2 separate regions of the Mus musculus genome follow, and region 2 is linked to region 1. The links are chromatin contacts, called in public Hi-C maps. All regions are on one chromosome and are shown on one strand. Each heading gives the region's core, a stretch centred on a gene start, on an enhancer-like site or on the middle of the called end of the contact. The rest is flanking DNA. Distances are from core to core; before and after follow the strand shown. Region 1 holds the start of Sel1l3 (sel-1 suppressor of lin-12-like 3 (C. elegans)). Region 2 has its middle 36 kb from the start of Cckar.

The links. Hi-C and Micro-C count contacts between places; a contact is called where the count stands out from the background.
Region 2: a Hi-C map of Sertoli cells shows a contact between it and region 1, with 4 times the contacts expected there. The contact joins the enhancer-like site here to the promoter of Sel1l3 in region 1. A contact is called at or near these places in 4 of 39 promoter capture datasets (the 3T3-L1 cell line, embryonic stem cells and stem cell-derived epiblast-like cells), 1 of 484 Hi-C or Micro-C datasets (Sertoli cells) and 2 of 115 datasets of contacts at active chromatin or transcription factors (both in embryonic stem cells).

What each region holds. Positions count from the first base shown.
Region 1 is chr5:53,212,087-53,214,786 of GRCm38.p6, reverse strand. Sel1l3 (sel-1 suppressor of lin-12-like 3 (C. elegans)) reads left to right here and starts at 1,335. Exons shown (of 24, transcript NM_172710.3): 1 at 1,335-1,657. The coding sequence starts at 1,481.
Region 2 is chr5:53,670,412-53,673,111 of GRCm38.p6, reverse strand. No RefSeq gene overlaps it. Among named protein-coding and RNA genes, the nearest start is that of Cckar, 36 kb to the left of the region's middle. Within about 2 kb of position 1,406, at least 28 of the 459 cell types and tissues checked have an H3K27ac peak or open chromatin away from gene starts, as enhancers often do. A contact at or near this core is called in Sertoli cells, embryonic stem cells and stem cell-derived epiblast-like cells, where this site is marked.

The DNA.
Region 1 (2,700 bases), core at 86-2,585:
TCTGAGCTTTTCCTCGATCCTCCCCGCCCCACCTCCCACCCCCCACCGCGCCTGGCATTACTTGGACCACAGTAGTGACAACTCCTCAGGGAAAGGGTTGTGTTCCTTGGCTTCCAATCTATTAATAGTTCCCATCCACACACATCCACATCAGTGCCAAAGGGACAAACTTTTCAACATGGGTTAACTATCTCAGGACACCAGCCCTTGGCTCACAAGCAGTCTTCTCAGCAGCAGGACAGCCAAGCACTTCCTGGAACTACAGGGCAAGCCCGAGTTGCTTGCCCTGTCCACGAGTCTCATGTCACCTGCCAGTGGCTCCAGAACCCAGGTCTACTAACATCCAGTCTCACCTTGCCTCCCCAAAACCTAGGATGTGTCCTGATTTTCAAAAAAAAAAAAAAGCTGTTTGCGCACTTCAAGGGCCTCACCTCCTTTCATTTGGGGCTTGGGTACGATTGTACTGGCCTAATTAATTCATTTTCTCCTCGTCCAAGTGGAAGCCAGAGCTCAGGGATGCAAATCAAATACAAACCCGCTCTGGGCGCCAATACTCCAGACAATTAAAACAAAGAGCGCGGAGGCAGCAGCGGCCACACCGCACAAAACCCTGGGGAAACATCCAGAACGAGTCGCCAATCAGGCGGCAGGGTGGGGCACAGCCTGGGCTCTAAACCTGCAAGCAGGAAAGCAGCCCCAAGCCCTGCAGGTGACAGGTGGAGGTTAGCAGGGGTCAAAATCCATCCCTAAGGATTAGAAGCCAAGCGGCTGCGTGGCTCAACTCCAAGAAAGCACTCTCGGCCCCCGCCCTGCCGGAATGGCGCCCGGGCCACCACTACCCCTCCACCCCCAAGCCACCAAACAAACCTCACTGTCTAGTGCTGGGGCGCGAAGTGGGAATGAGAGGCAAGCAGCAGGGTGGGCACCCGCTAGAGATGCGGGAGAGAGAGATGGAGAAGGGAGGGAGTTGGGGAGAAAGGACGTGGAGGAAACGGAGAAAGTGGGTAGTAGAAGGGGTGGGGGGGGGGGATCGCGGACTGCAAGGGCGCGGAAGGGGCGGAGGAGGAAGCAAGAGAAAGGGATGGGGGGGGCGACCGAGAGCCCCGCGGACCCGGGGGCGAACAGCGGCCGGGGTGGGGGGCGGGACCACGAGGTCCCCACCTGTGTGGGCGCCTACGGCCAGGAGGGGTGGACGTCGTGGGTTCGGAGGGAACGACCAGGGAGGCGGGCTGGGCAGGGAGGCCGAGGGAGGGAGGGGACGGGACTGCGAGCGGGGAGGAGCCGGCGCTCGGTTGGGGCTGCGGGGGCGGCGGCGGGAGCGGCGGTGGCGGCGGTGGCGGCGGCGGGTCCGGTGGCAGCGGCAGGTGGCCCCGCGCGCGGCGGGCCGCCGGCCGGGGGCGGGAGGGAAGGTGGCGCCTCGGGCGGGGGCCGGTCCCTGCACCAGGTGACCTGTTCCGGCCGGGATCCGGGCGGCCTCGCCATGCAGTGGCGCGGCGCGGGGCTTTGGTGGCCACGGCGGCGACAGCAGCAGCAGCAGCAGCAGCCCCCGCCGCCCGCTTTCGGTCCCCCGGCCGCAGCCATGGTCCCCCCGAGCCGCGGTGTCTCCCCGGGCCTCGGCGGCCGCCCTACCAGCGCATTGCTCTTTCTCTGCTACCTGGTGAGCGCCGGACCCTATTAGGGTCCTTCCTTCTGCGCGGGCCCTGGGGACGGGGTGGGGGTGGCCTGGGACCCCAACCGCAGGAGGTGGGGACGTCGCCGCGAGTTTGTCTCTTTTCCTTGCCACTGCGTCCCGGGCGCTCCCAGCCCTTGGGATGAGTACCCGGGTGCGTGGACCGGACTTGCGGGCTACTCTCGCTGGAGTCATTCCTCTTCCTCATCGCCTTGCTGGAGACCAGGGCTAGGTTCCCCTAGAGTACCCTTCTTGTCCCCAGCGACGTTGGACCCTCCCTACCCTGCATTTGCTTCCCGCCCCTTGGATCGTGGCTCCCCAGCCCTGTCCCCACCTGTCCTAGGCTTTTCATTCACCTTCTTGAAGCTCCTTTGCTCCGTGTGCCCAACTTCTCCTTTTTCCTGCCCCCACCCCCCACCCCGACCCTCCTTTGAGTTTGCATCGGGTTCTTTCCGTCCAGACGGTTCTGTGCCACCGCACATCGCATTTCCAGAGGCTCTTTCTCAACTCCTTGGTCACTCCAGCCAAGTTGCGGGTGCCAGAATGAAATCTACTTCTTTGTACCACGCTTACCGCCAGAGTGGTGACTTTAGTTGCGTCTTGAACGCTGTCGTTTCAGAGCTGCGTTTGGCTTATGCACAGTTTGCAATTTGCACACTTCTTGCCTTCTGTTAGACTTACAAACTAGATGGCAGTCACCTATTTTAAATACCAGAGAAAATGAGACCCTCAGAGTAAGGTGAGGAGCTATTTCCCAGTTCTTTGGCTGACTTGCTCTCTCCCATTTGTTCCTGAGTTCTGAGCAATAGTAAATTTACAGAAGGCTACACCCTTGCTGCCCAGCCTACCTTATGTTCCAGGATCCTGCGGAAAGCTTAGGTTATCTCGCCGAATATTACTGTAAATAAATGAAAAGGAAAATGCTGAATCATGAAACTGATGTAATAGGAAATTCACAGAATGCTTAAAAAACGAGCAATGTCATTGTCCAGAACCCCGTTCATGTGCACTGACGGTGTTTGGATTCTGGT
Region 2 (2,700 bases), core at 157-2,656, 460 kb before region 1:
TTCAATGGCAAGCCCCTTACACACATTGTAGGTATTTTCTTGTGAGAGGGAGAGTGCCAAAGCACAACTGAGAGACTTTAGAGATGGTGACACGGGCCAGTCCCCTGAGACACAAGACAAGGGTGGAGGTGTGTGTGTGTGGGGGGGGGGGGGGATCTTGGGTCAGCATCACCACCACCTGGAACGTCTATAAAATGTCACTTCTTAAGCCCAACACAGCCTTCCTGATTCAGATACTGTGGGAGTGAAGCCCAGAAACCCTCAGGTGAGTCTTCAGGTAAGACATATACATATATATATATATACATATATATATATATATATATATATATATATACATACATATATATATGCATATAGATATTGATATATAGATATATATCCAGTATAACTATCATTATAAGGCAGGTGGGTCCAAACATCTGTTCTCTGTGCCTAACCTGTCCATTTCACACTCAAAAGTAGGATCTGTGATGGTTTGTGACACTCCAGTTCTGAAACTGGGTTAGCACAGCACATGGACGACCTTCCCCACTACTGACCACAGGGAGGCAGCAGAGAGTCACATGAGAGTCCACACAGAGCAAGAAGACCCCGCCTGGACTCCATCACCCTGTAAACTGGTGTCACTTCAGAAGCTGTGCTCGAGTCCAGCCCTGTACGGGGATTTGATGACTCTCCTTGGGATCCAGGTTTCCATCCCAACACAGCAGAACTTTGGAATGAGCGTAAACCTAGAGGGCAACTTGCCCTGGCAAGGTGAGGTTGGGTTGCAAGCAGAAATTAGGAATTGTCAGAGGTCTTGGGGAGCCTCCAGCCTCATGAGGCAGTGGTTCTCTCCGATGATAGGATGAAAAGACGCTAGGGTTGGGGGAGGTGGATTAGCTAATAAAGTGTTAACCACACAACCACGAGGACCTGACTCAATCCCACCACTCACACAAAAAGAAAAATGAATAAATGAATACATGAATGAATGAACAAGCAAATATGTAGTCTTGGGCACATGGCTACAATCTTAGTACTGGGGAGGCAGAGACAAGAGGGCTTCCTGGGACTAGCTGGCCAGCCAGAAGGTACTAAGACATCTCTTTCCCTTATTCAAATTAGAAGGACATGCTCCTGGTTCCAGGTGCTGCTCAGGGGCTTGAGGGGGACAGCATCTGGAGCCCCCAGCAAGCCTAATCCTCGGGACAGTGCTCTGCTGCTCCAGGTGAGCCCTGTTTCTTGTCGATCAAACCTCTGAGAAAGCTAGGCTGATTCCAGCCCTAAAAACCCTGGCTCCAGACTGCTAATCAGAAACTGCCCCATCACCTGACCTTCAGCAAGGACAAAGGGCCAGCAGTTTCCAGCCTCCACACCAGGGGAATGGAATGTCCTTAGAGTTGAAGTAAGACAAAGCCCACCAACCCCGGGATTCCTCAGAAACAGCTTGCAGTCACCACGCCCTGGTAATGGTTTCGGAATGCCTAGAGATAAAGTAGACAAAGCCTGCCTTCCACAGAATTCCCCTAATGTGCTATAAACTGGGCCTGCAAGCTCACTTGGGGGGTGAGGATGCCTCTTTATCTTGGTAATGGGAGACCCCAGCATGCTGGACTTCTGCAGATTAAAAACACTCTTTGCATTTACATACTATTTAAGACTGGGGCATCATTCTTCAGTCAATCGCGGAACCTTACTTCCCAACCAAGATCACTGAGGAAAAAGATTTTGACGGGCAGTGGTGGCGATCGCCTTTAATCCCAGCACTTGGGAGGCAGAGGCAGGCAGATTTCTGAGTTCGAGGCCAGCCTGTTCTACAGTTAGTTCCAGGATAGCCAGGGCTACACAGAGAACCCTGACTCGGGGGGAGGGGGAGGGATGGGTAACGAAAAAAAAAAATGATTTCGTTATTTTGTTAAGGTGGAAAAAAATTAATGGAATGTAAGGTTTTAAATATAAGAGAGAGAGAGAGAGAGAGAGAGAGAGAGAGAGAGAGAGAGAGAGAGAGACCTGTTCATTTCTCGATCCTTCTGGTGTTTTGTAATGAGGTGGCATCTTATCGGGGGGGGGGGGGGGGGGCATGCTGAGGATCCCGCCCCCAGTACCAGCCATACGCCTGGTCTAGTATAAAATGAAGTTTATTTGGGGCACGAGAAGGGGGGTGAGAATTGAGTGGAGGCAGAGAAAGCGAGGGGACAGAGCACAGAAAGAGAGAGAGAAAGGGTGGGTGGGAGCCAGGCAGGAACATGGAGGGAGGGCAGAGAGACGGAGTGGAGGAGGAAGAGGAGAGAGAGGAGAGGAAGAAGAGGAAGGCGGAGGGGGAAGAAGAAAAGAGAAGACAGGGAAGGCGAACAGTCCTTTTGCAAGCCAGGCTCACACCTGGCTGATGGTAGGTAACTGCTGGGCGGAGCCTAGAAGAAATGCATGCAGGGCCAAATTCTTTACCTCAGGACTGGGTCCACTCAAAGTTTTCTGTCACCCTCAAATCTTTGACTTATTTAAACTATACTTTTCCCAGTCACTTGTGAAACTAAAGGTTTAAAGAGGCACGGAGAAGTGAGGCTATCAACAAAGGTTAGATGAAGGGCTGTACCTGAGCCAACCCTTATCCAGGCACTGCTCCACTCTTCTCCCTGACACCTCCCACTGGCCTGTCTGGAGCTGAGCAAACACTCAGTTTCTGACCACTCAGGGCCACAATCCTAGACCTTCCTC